2 separate regions of the Gasterosteus aculeatus genome follow, and region 1 is linked to region 2. The links are chromatin contacts, called in public Hi-C maps. All regions are on one chromosome and are shown on one strand. The core of a region is the stretch at or near the end of the contact, and the rest is flanking DNA. Distances in the headings are between cores, read along the strand shown. Region 1 holds the start of plxna2 (plexin A2). Region 2 holds the start of cd34 (CD34 molecule).

What was found. Hi-C and Micro-C count contacts between places; a contact is called where the count stands out from the background.
Region 1: a contact with region 2 is called in a Hi-C map of skeletal muscle, with 8 times the contacts expected there. The contact joins the promoter of plxna2 here to the enhancer-like site in region 2. A contact is called at or near these places in 2 of 6 Hi-C or Micro-C datasets (both in skeletal muscle).

What each region holds. Positions count from the first base shown.
Region 1 is chr2:7,811,712-7,818,057 of fGasAcu3.hap1.1, reverse strand. It overlaps plxna2 (plexin A2), which reads left to right and starts at 4,523. Exons shown (of 32, transcript XM_040193259.2): 1 at 4,523-5,202. It overlaps LOC120829283 (a long non-coding RNA gene), which reads left to right. Exons shown (of 3, transcript XR_005713649.2): 3 at 11-1,466.
Region 2 is chr2:7,647,014-7,653,071 of fGasAcu3.hap1.1, reverse strand. cd34 (CD34 molecule) reads left to right here and starts at 5,380. Exons shown (of 6, transcript XM_040193930.2): 1 at 5,380-5,741. The coding sequence starts at 5,681. It overlaps LOC144388432 (a long non-coding RNA gene), which reads right to left and starts at 5,358. Exons shown (of 2, transcript XR_013452816.1): 1 at 5,193-5,358; 2 at 4,059-4,362. Within about 2 kb of position 1,946, at least 1 of the 9 cell types and tissues checked has open chromatin away from gene starts, as enhancers often do.

The DNA.
Region 1 (6,346 bases), core at 3,274-5,773, 160 kb before region 2:
TGTTTAACAGAGCTCACAAGCCCTCAAATCGTGTTTCAGTTCTGCAAGCTTACTCCCCGCTACTGTAAGCAGCCACTATCAGAAAAGGGAGCTAAGATGGAACAGTAATCCCACCAACGGAGACAGTTGTCGGGACTTTCCTCCTCTCCTCAAGAAATACTGCGGATAAAGTGATATCCTTATTTTCTCTGTCACACTTAAGAGGCAGAAGATGTGTTGGTCATTGTCGTGGAACTATTCTCTTTAGCCGTGTACGTGCGGATCACCAAAGTGCCTTGTTAGTATGCAAAACAATGCATCATATTTTTTTATCTCGATTACAATTGTGAATGGGGGAGGAATTGGGATATTTCTGCGTTAAACAATTTGTTTCTGCTTAAATGGTGACTGATTTGGTCCCGTGGCCTTTGAGACGAGCGGGGATGAGGATTTATTGAAATGCACGGCGGAGCTTGTTCCTGGCGGCCCGCTCTGCTAAGCAGACCCACTTCACCATAATAAGAGGTCATCCTTGGGGGAGTGTGGAAATGTCTATAATTATAAAGAAATGCTTCATCAAGAGCTGGGACAAAGTGAGCAGCCCGAGCAATATTTAATAGCCGGCAACTTACTGAGACTCATATTCTGAGAAGCAACATATTTAAACACCCAACCATCTAATGGAAGGACTTTCTCTCTGGTTCCTTGTGTTTTCCTCCCATCCTCATGTGCATGTGTCATGAGCATCCATATCTGTATTGGTGGTTGCATCAATGTACGCCATAAACTTGGAGTCTGCCTGTTTTGTGAGGCATTTTGGATTTGTTCACCTCCTAGTTAAGCTGAGCTTAACTAGGAGGTTAGTGCTGTGGGCATCAAGTACTTAATTGTTTTTAATATCAATGTTATTCATCTTCTCTGACAGCTCAATTGTGGCACTGATGCGTTGTAAGATGGACCAGCTGTGCTTTTGCCACATTTCGCATTCTGCTTCTATTTTTGAGGTGCTATGTTTTCATACTGATGACATCTGAGTCTGATTTGCTTCCGGGAGATTACAGCACTGGGCAGGAATGCCTCCGAGCAAGGACAAAATTATTTAGTTTTTTCTAATTTTTTTATTTAAATTGAGCACAATGCCTCGCTCAGCAAACATATCAGAGCAGCTGGCAATTACCACATCTCCAGTGATTGTATCTCTGTGGAAATTAATTGCTATTTTCATTTAGTTTTTTCCGTTGACAGGTCCTGACAAGCTGAAGAGATGCCTCCAGTGAGAGACGTACAATCGGGCCAGAGATCACACGCATTATGTTCACTTGAACTTCAGGGTGGGTTATCCTCCCTGAAGACGAGGACAAAATTGCAGCTGTGAAACCCTTTTCTTACTCACTGAGATCATTACTCCGATATGACTGCCACTGTAAATAGTTGCCATTTATTGACAAAAACCTGACCTCGGCATGATGTTGTTAGATTTGGTCTTGTGAAATAGAAGTGGACCAACATCACCATAGTGTAGGCCAATGCTTCTAAAAGTATCGGCCGATTGTTTTCATTTTCATATCATCCAACCTGCAAGTAAGCGGCGAGGGTGGATGTGACTGCATTTGAGTCACTCTTGGAATAGGACTAGACTAGAAATGCGCCATACAAGCACAACCCATTTACCCTTTATGTTCGGTTTCAAGGTGAATTCTTTTTGATGGAAAAAGTAGTTCTCCCAATAAGGACAAGCTGGTTTTAGTTAGTGCAATGGGTGTATGGATGTCCATTTATGAACACTGAAGAAAGAAATATGAAGGTCTTCTCAGCTATTTTTTTTCTTCGTTCATTAAAAAAAGACAAAAAACCATTAGTTCCCAAAAAGATGATGACGATGATCACATGGTTTGAAATTGGAGCAGAAGTAAAAGGCATTACATGCCATGTCACCGTTATATTGACAGTTAACTTTTTCATTTAATTGTTTCCTGGTATTAGTTTTTTCTCTCCAGCCAGGAGCAAGGATCGCTTACACGGGTCAGAGAAGAGAGGGAATGGAGTTTCAGTGGAGTCGACAGGTTGCCACATTCCCCCGTGATATCTTCAGATATGGCCAGAGGGAGAAAGAATTAATGGCATCACTGGAGGCCCCTTTGAAACCTTCCAACTTGGGATAAAATCGCTGTGTACGATCTCTTTGATCGGCAAACGGTCAAACGACAGCCCTGCAGTCGCCCATCTCCCCACATTACCGCCGGGAGCCTTATTCCCATTACTGTTCACACCCTTCCGACTGGCTACTGTTTGATTTGCTCACCAAACTGATCTTCCTACAAATAAGCTTTGTGCTTTGCCGCGATCTACCCCTCTCCATCCCCTGTCACAAATGCTCTGCAGCAGTAACTCCCCCTCTTTGCACGCACCCAGCCGCCCACGTACGTTCAGAGATAAACAGTAGGTACTGCACATCGCACGGTCGTAATTCCAGCAGTTTAACCTTCTAACCCGCCGTAGGCTTTTAATCCCATTAGTTTCTTGCCTCCACAAAAACGATCTCTACAAAGTCAGATTCCAAATGTAAACACATAAAGTGGCCAATGGCTTTCTTATCTGAAAACACTAATGACCAATGATCTGTGCTTTTACTTCAGGTGCAGGGGGGGGGGCTCTGAGACTGAAAGTGACTCATTGAATTACCCTGGCCCATCTTGACACAGCGCAGGTAGCAGTCAGGTCTTCAATAGAGGTAAAGTGACAATAGGTACGTTATGAGCATAAACGCTGCATCTTTGCATGAAATCAAGCTGTTTAGAGGAGCAAAGACCCAGAGCTGAGCAGGAAACACACGCACGCAAGTATGAATATGCCTGCTCGATAGCCTCACACATGATACTTTTGCATGATTGAAAAAGAGATAAAATGTATACAATGTTCCGTTCCATATGATGATTCAAGGAAAGCTACACTTTGCATTCATCTTTTTTTACTAATGACTTTAAGAAGTCAAATAAAGCCACTCTACCGGCAGTCGTGACTGATCGTTGTACTGCAATAACCATCAGTTTTGTCTTCAGGAAGAGGCAGAACATCTTAGAGACAGTTCTGTGCAACCTGTTCTTTCAATATCAATTGAATTATACTCCGATCAAACAAATCACAGCTTGTACCAAACAGGGCTTCTCCAAACAGGGCTGTGAGTAATGGATTGGAAAAGACTGTGTTTGATTACCCCTGCTTGCCGGGGTTGAGTAAGAGCCATTTGGTTGGTAGTGCGGTGGACAGCCTCCAGATATTGACCCTGTCTTTAAGTGGGCGCTGTGCTTTTAGTGTACTTACGTTGGTTTTTCCAGATCTTTCTCCTCCTGGCAGTTTTGCAATACTTTTGATGGCAGACACTGGCTTCCTTTTCCCCACTCTGCATTATTGATGCATCAGGGAATGTGGATAGCCTACTTTTTTTTGTCATCATTTTCTAAACCAGTAAGGACAAAGATAACTATAATAGAAAACATGGGGATGTATATACTGTATATCCATCAACCAATCCACTATCCCTAACTTCTCATGCTTTTCAGGGTGAAAGGGCGTCTGGAGCCGAATCCCAGCTGACATTGGGCGAATGCACAGGGAGTCGTCGCAAGACTATCGGAAGGCTGACACAACTAATAAGGCTCACATTTACACCTACGGGCAATTTAGAGTCATGCTCTAACAGGGGTTAGAGGAAACCACGCAAGCATATATATATATATATATAGAAATAAAAAGGGGATGATAGGCAACTACCTATGTGTAGCATTTAATAGAATTTGATGTTTTCTGCTCTCAAAGACCAAGACAAAGAAGAAGCAGATGGAGGGAACGGTTGCTAAGGCAATTTAAAAGAACAACGTCAAGGCTTTGACCACTCAGTTTTTGGGGGGATTATTATCTCTGAAGTTTGCACAATCAATTCGAATGGTAAGTCATGTAATAAATAGGTATATGAGCTGAAGCGAATCAAAATGTGACAGATGATGATGGCCTGTAGCTCAGCATGTTCTCAGTTTGGTCTAAAGATGGCAGTATTCTAACAGGAACAGAGTTAGATGGGAGTGCAAGTATACTGAGGTGTTGCGCAGACGAACTCTGGAAGAACATTTTATTTTTCTATACACAACGCAATTGTCAGCTATATGTCAATATTCATGGTCTAAATCATAACGTCGTTTACAAATATTTCCAGAGGGAATGCATATGAAATGTGTGAATCATCCCACAGAGAATTATCAAAACTTTAAATTAGAATGAGTTCGTTAGATACTTAATGTAACTTTTTTGGTATCGAGTTTTTTTTTCTTCCTTTGGTTACATGTTCGGAACATTGCAAATGTTTTTTTATGTTGATGTGTTTTATTTAACCGAGTGCTCCAAACGATTTCCTTCCCGGTACAATCCTAAATGTTGTATTAGGATTGCATTTCAGAAATCCCCCTCGAAATCTTTTTTCTATAAAAAAAAATGTATCCATTATTCATCGTTTTTCTTTGGGCGGAAACAGTTAACGCCATAATGAGCCGGGGTGTGAGGGGGGCCGGGTTTAAACGCGCAGTGTGCCAGTGTGCAGGCAGGCAGGCAGCGTACACACACACACACACACACACACACGCGCGCGCACTGTACTGTATACTGATGGAGCCGCTAATCTCCGTCAGTACGGCGGAGCCCCGTGAGAAAGCAACGCTGTCGGTCTGAGCGCGCGCCTCGCCGCGAATTCTACCCCGCCGGACTCGGTCGCGAGCCCCGGACGCTCCGTTGCCGCCCCCCCCCGCCCGGAGGACGCTCAAACCCCCCTGAACTGAAGGAATGCGCCGCTTCACGGAAACGGCGTGAGTCGGGCGACACTAAGGAGGGTCGGTCAGCCCCGCCGCGAAGTTCACGCGCCGAATTTCCGGTCACTCGCGGCGATAAAAAAAAAAATGCTTCTTTTTAATAGACGCGCACTTGAATGAATGACGCCGCCTTCGCACGCTTAACGCGTCCCGAGAACAGATGTGTTAAAGGAATTTGGAAGGAGAAGTGAACGTGAGCTCGTTTAAAGCGTCATCCGAAAAGCGAGGTTTTGTAGCGTTTGTTCATTTAAAAAAAAAAAAAAAAAAATTGTTACAGTGGATGTGAGGTCCATCAGTAACGAGCCAGAGGACGAGCCGCCGCGCCGGAAGGAGCAGGACGACCGGGACATCCAGCTTAAATGAAGAGGTGAGTGACGGTCAATGCTCGTTAAGCCTCAAATAGGCTCTGCAATGTGTAAATATTGGTTCACCTCGCAAACTACAGCAACATAGCTGGGCAATTGTGTGCTTATTTCCGACACTGCAGACAGACATTTTTCGACATTTTCCTTTCTAGCCTGCGCGCGATTCCCTTTTTGAGGTCGCAGCCGGTTTTCAACATGTGTAAATATGCAGTGAATATATGAATATAATACATTAGACTTTGACTGTGTGGTGCTGATGATGTGACACCGTTCAATGGATCACGGTCATTACAGCTACAGTGGACACTGCTGGTGTTGAACTGGAATCTCTACTGCCATTTATGCTTTATTCTCATTTATTAGAGATTTGCTATAATCTGTTCTACAGAGAGGATCAGTTGCCAACAGCCATACTGACGAGCTGCTTTTTGGTTTGTGTTTGTGAAATCGTTTTTTGGACTATTTAATGCAGTTGGTTGACCAGTAGTATTTATTTTTAGGGTAACAACCATCACAATTTTGAATGATTTAAATTTAACTGACCTTGATTTTGGGGGCAAAACCTCAAAGATATTCCCCATAGTATCCACTTGATCAATATTCACGCAACCCTTCAGATTACACCTGGAACTGTATTTTAGAGGTGTTATAGTGGCTGTTGGTGGGCTGCAGATCTGGATCTGTGTCTGGGACTGCAACAAGTGAACCTGGAGTCCAATCACACTGCTATATTTGTCTGTTATTATACGCCTAAAAACAAATGTGCTGTGAATTAGTTTCAAACGGTCAGTGATAGTCTGTGAGTTCCCACCGTCTAAACAATTCGTGCTGGTTTGTTCTCTTCTTAAGTGATGCAAGCCCAAATTGCAACAACAACCAAACCTCAAACAATCTGATAAAATTGTCGCCAACTGGCATCAATTTAGGATCCCAGATTGGCGCTAGACCTCCTCCGTCCCAATTCAGCAGATGCACCTACAAATCTTCATTCTGTCGGGCTGCCAGCGCTCCGGCGGGCAGCCGTGACAATGACTCTAAAGAAAATAAATGTTGTCTTAAGTAGGAAATTGCCTTACATTTGCATGAAAATAACTTGCATCTGCCGCGGTTGTCGGGTAGCATATTAATCCCTCTGCTCGTGCAATC
Region 2 (6,058 bases), core at 697-3,196:
TCCGGATAGAAACGTGCCCGGGATCGCAAAGGCTCGTTTTCGGCAAAACCTCTTTGAGAATTATTTAAGGTTTAGGAGATTCTGTGAGATGAATATTTGATGTGGAGGACCCGAGCGTCTCCCGACGAGCCCAAAGCAACACTTCAGAAGGTGTATAGCTACATGCTTCAAAACACACACACACACACACACACACCACCTCATCCACTCATCACCATATCCAAAAAAACACTGCAGACAGTTTGTGGTTTGCTATTGAAGGTCTGCATTGATCCGTTTGTGGCTGCATGTCGCCTGAGACTCTTCTTTTATTTGCCACTTTCACTTACTCTTTCGGTTAGTTCAGCTCTTAGTTCACATCTTCCTCGGGCATCACCTCAATTCATGACAGTTTCGTGGCCACTCCATATGTTTTTTTATGGCAGGAATTGCAATATGAATAGTTTGTTCGTGCTGCCGCTAGAGTGCAGAGTTGAGTCGTCCAGAAGTGGATCTTTCCTTTGTGACGACGTTTAAAAAGCCTGATCCTGTAGCGCCATCTCTTGGTTTGTTGTGGGAAATAACTTTGTGATCAAAATTACCACTCAGAAAAAACATCAAAGTAGTAATTCCATATCAACACCTGCATTTAATAGATGACTAGGACTTACACAAGTAAACAAGTACAGGCACACATACTGCAGTCAAACTAATTTAGAATAAAAATGTTTAACATCTGTTTCAGCAAAGCTGTATTTGAACTTTACGTTGTTTTTTAATAAGGCCCCTGGAGACCATAATATCAGTCAATACAACTGGCTGGGAGAGGTTTTTTACTGATGTAGCGCTCTTACTGCAGACAGTTTGACTCATGTGAAAGAACTCCAGAGATGAATTGAGCAGATACACGTAATGAGAGCCATCTGGGCGACCAGCACTCTAATGAATTAATCCCACGTTATCGGGCCAGAACACACGCACTTTATTGTTTTCTCACTGGATGGCAATGCTACGGAGGGTCGCTCTCGTCTGGTGTCGCGCAAGCAGCAGCAGCGATTGATTTCCTGTGGCCCCTCCTGGTTCTGATGGATGACAGAACAGTCACTCAGAAGTGAGGAAAGTCCCGATCAAAACAAGGGACTGTGTTTGAAACGTGAAGAGTGCTTATAAAACTTCTGGTAAAAGCCTTTTATTTCTTGGTCTTTTCGACTAAATCAAACAGATTAGTTATACAACTCTGACATTAAGGACCAATAAAAGATTCCTCAATATAATTGCAAAACTTGGAATTATACATAAGCATATGCAGGAATGAAATGTAAGTTTGGAAATGCCTTTTGAAATGCTTAATGCTTTGCTCTCGATCTCGGGCAAGTGCTTTCTTCTGCATTAATATGCATAGCTCCTTAACAGATGCACTCCAAAGGAAATTGGGATCCGGGGTGAAGACTGAGAACCTCGGGGACCCAAAGCACTCCCAAACCTGCACGGCCCTCTCAACCTTGAGCTATGAATTACTTCAAGATGTCTACCGAGTCACCCAATCAGAGCCAATTAGGGCCAGTTAAAGGCCTGTGGAGGATAACATTTTCAGGACAAACTAGGTAAAGGACTTGTTTGGGAAGCTGGGGGGGGGGACAAGGAGCAGAGTTGAGAGAGAGGTGGTCGGGGGACAGAAAATGAGACAGAAAGAGAGTGTGTGCTTGTGAGTTTTGTTATTAAGATCCTCTGAAGCAGTTGTTTTTGTGCCTTCGATCACGCGTGATCACGCAGTTTTGTCTGCTCGTGAAACTGGACGGGCGTGGATGCTGCGCGTGTTGGGCTGGGTCCGTCTGGACCATGAAATTGATTTTTATGAACAATAGCTGGTCGGCTCCTAAAGAAGAACATCTGTATGGGATCACGGCGGTGGGAGAGTGAAAGGTGGGGGAGGAGGAGAGGAAAGGGAGGATCTTTGGCAGTTCCTTGAGACTGTGTATCCAGTTTGCAGTTTGTTGTTCCTGCAGATTCAACAGTATTGAGTCTGTGTGTGTGTGTGTGTGTGTGTGTGTGTGTGTGTGTGTGTGTTTGTAAATTGTGTTCTTTGGGTTTCCCAAAATATGATGTAATCCCAAAAGAGTTTGGGGAGGGTTCTGTTATGTTAACTGTTTGCTCGTGGCAGTTTCTTCCTCAATAGGACTTGTGAGTTCTGTCAAGAGAATTTTACGGCGACATAATGACTCAAAATACTTGTTTGTTTTTTTGCTTTCTGTTCAGTGGGCGACTTGTGATCAAATTGACCTATAAAGCAAGGAATGTTTGTCTTCAAATCAACTTCCTAAAATGCTTTAATGGATCCCAGTAAGATTTGATTTATTCAGAACAAACTATAAGCACATTGTTCCCACATTTGTGCTGCAGCCACATGTGAGGCAGACAGCTTTACATTGACATTCTGTATTCTGTAGAGGTCCAGCTGTGTTACACTATTTGGTTTCCCCCCGTTTTCTCTTTCCTTGTTGGCCTTTCAACCCAGCTCTCTTTGTGGGAAACTATGTTCTAATGCCCCCCCCCCCATTATGGGGCGGAAAACAGCTGGCCAGGTCTGTCCTGTATTCAGCTGGTCCTATGTAACAAACCTGCAGTGCAGCCCGTCAAGATGCCACAAGCTGCAGGGTTACGGGTGAGTATAAATACATTTCCGTGTTTGTCTCCCACTGGTCGGGGGGGGGGGGGGGGGTCATTGCTGGGTCTGCCTGCACACTTGCACGGGGAAGGTTGGATTCTTGGTTATTGGCAAACATCACACAAGGAGAATGGCAGGAAACAGAAGAGGAATTGAGATGCGGGTGTGGCGACAGACGGGCAGGTAGGCGGGATGTTGGGGGACGAGTGTCATGACATGGAGAGAGTTCCTGCACTCCATTGGGCAGAGCGTCACTGATATTCCGTGCCTGCGAAGCCTCCCTGCGCTGAGCTTCCTGATCTAGGAACAGCACTGATGAAAAGGAAAACAGGAAAGCCTCAATTTACAGGAATGTTTTTTTTTGAATGACTTCATTTAACTGTTGATGACCAAATGACCTCGAGCTTATTTGACAGCTTAATGTCACGACATTCCAGAAAGGTATTAAGAATTAAAAAATACATACATAGGCCTATATATATATATATATAGGCCTATGTATGTAGAATTAAAAAATACATACATAGGCCTATATATATATATATATATATATATATATATAGGCCTATATATATATATATATATATATATATATATGCAGAATTGAATGAGAAAGTGTGTACAAACATTTGACTGGTACTTCATGTAATATATAAATACACAATACACAACTGCCAACTGTTCATGCAGATTCAACAACATGAATTCAATTGTTGCCCAAAGCAGAATGATTATAACATAATAAAGGCAAAAAAGAACAAAATTCACTTTTTCAGATTTAACCGGTGTTGACGGCAAAACTAAATATTATAGTATTAACAATATTTTACATGCCAGAGTAGAAAAAAGCATACTGGAGAAAGAAAAACAACATAACTCCATGAGCATAGATGAGGCGAAATGAGGCCACAACCAGGACTTTTATTGGGTTAAGTATTTTAGCCCGTACTGTCCCTCCTGTCACATGTCAGTCCTGCTCTGATGATGGTTGCAGCCAACTGGAATCCAGCGGACTCACAAAGCATCAAACCCTCCCAACCAAGGCAAAGCCAATCAGAGTGCCTGAGGTCTCTGCTACCATGTGCTGATCCTCATGATGCCCTGGTAATGCCTCCGAGACCCCCCCCCCCCCCCCCCCCCCCCCTCCACACACACACACACACTTTACAGAGACTCGTGCAAATAAACCAAAATACGTCCGATCGTCAGACAGGGGGAGTGACTAAATGGAGAAAAGGAATGAAGAAAGAGATATAAGTTAAATCCTCAAGTAATACACGTCTGCCAGTCAGGATCCGTAGGAGGAAACGTCACATGCCTCACAAACGAATTTTTTAAGCGTGTTGTGCAAAGATAATCCTACGGAAACAAATGCCAAGCAACTGTCCAATGGAAAGGATTAGATTTGAAAACATGTTTGTATATTTATTTTGCTCAAATACAAATGTTCATAAAGACTTAAAAGCTACTTTGTAGATGTATTTTTCTTCTTCTTACCCAATGCATGTCATTGCCAGGGGTGTCACCCCGTAAAGACATAATTGGGTTGAAAACCAAGCACGAGGTACAAAAAGGTAGACGTTACACCAGTCAGCATCGTCCTGGTCCTCTGGGGCGGTTTGCTGGCGTTTGGTCCGGCCGGGCTGGTGAACTCCTCAACGTCTGCTGGACTTAATCCAATTCCCACGCTTCCTTTCCACAAAGTGGATGAGTGTATTCTGTCATATGCCATTAGTGATAAACACAAGAGAAATAAAGAAATGAATACAAAAATCTACCGGGACTCACTGCTTTCATTCATTACAGATTCTACAATGTCTCTTCCATTTGATTCACTGCAAATGTCATTTCATGGCTCCCTTAACAAACTGGTTCACGCATCTGGTTTGAAACCTGCAGGGTGACCCGCCTGATTTTGCCTTATTTCAGCCCCCATATGGTGCATTGTTTGACAAGCGCGTCTCTAGGCAGTCCCCGAAAACCCCGGCGCAGTGCTTCCAGATGTGGCCTGACTGACTTCACTGGATCTCTGTGTGAACATGAACATTGAAACGAGCCGGGCATCACGCCCCTGCTACACACCGCACGTTGGTTCAACAGTGAGTCACTTTTTCTGCTGATATGGCGTAATTAATGATGTAATGCCGCCAGTGACCGTGGTTACGGCATTTTTAAAAAGCCATGCGCACTCAACACGTATAGGTTTGTGTACTCGCGCGGTTCAATGGATGACTCACTGCAAGCTGTCAGTCATTTGTCCGGGGACGCACAAAAACCAGGGGCCAGGCGTCCTTGTGTGACGCCATGTGCTTTTTTTACGGGCCTCTTGGGCAATGTACACGACATCTAGGCGGCGGGAGGAGCGCCTCCTGTTTACCGGGTGCATCTTCAAAGATTGAAAATAAAGACACGGTCAGCTTACAGCCTTTTGCCCACAAATCCTTTCCAAGTAGAGCTGAAGCCCGTTGTAGATTTAAGTGTTAAGCCACTGTACTTTCTTTTCATGGACCAGCCAGTGGAGAGAAAGTGTGCATTTGTAAAGCCTTACCTGGAGGTTTCCTAAAGTCCGAGCACAACCCCCCCTCAAATTGAAATAAAAAACCGTTGCACCACATTTTTCACGAGGAAACAAAACTGCAGTTCACATAAAGCTCAACAGGATGTCACCCACTAACATCTGGTTGTGGTGCATGCACACACACACACACACACACACACACACACACACTCACACACACACTCAGGGGCGAGGGAGAACGTAAGGACGGTTGCATCGGGGGAAGCAGGCGGATAGAAAAATGGGTGTGGAAAGAGAGAGAGAGAGATAGACAGAGAGAGAGGCCAAAAAGGAGTGGAGCCGTATAAAGAGCAACGGAACACAAGCCAGGCTTTATTCCGCCTGATTGTCCCGCTCACCGAGACCTCACAGGAAACCCGCGCCTCCGCCGGCCCTCGCACGTTCACTTAACATCACTCACGCACACTTTTTACCCTCACACAGCCCGACCCGGCAGGGTGTCTGCGTCCGCGTGGAGAATGAATGGCCCCTGGAGAAGGATGGCTGGAGCTCTGGTGCTCTGCGCTCTGATGCTCAGAGGTGAGACCTCTTGTTATTGTTGGCTTATCTTCCTTTGCAGCTCCAAATATTCCCGCTCTTCTTAGAATGTGATCGACATACACAGTCTTGTGCTATTTGCCGATGTAAACCTTTTTGCGGTTCCTCTGTTTCAGTTTGTGTGCGTCTATGGCTTTTTGTACCTGCTAGTTGGGGGGGCGGGGGGGGGGGTCGCTTTGAAGTGTTCTGCCACGTGGTTGCACGCAGAGGTTAGCAGCGGGGCGTCTGCAGACACAAAGGGTTTACTCAAGAGTGGAAAGTTGCAATTGAGAAAGATTATGCTTTACAACCAGAAGTGC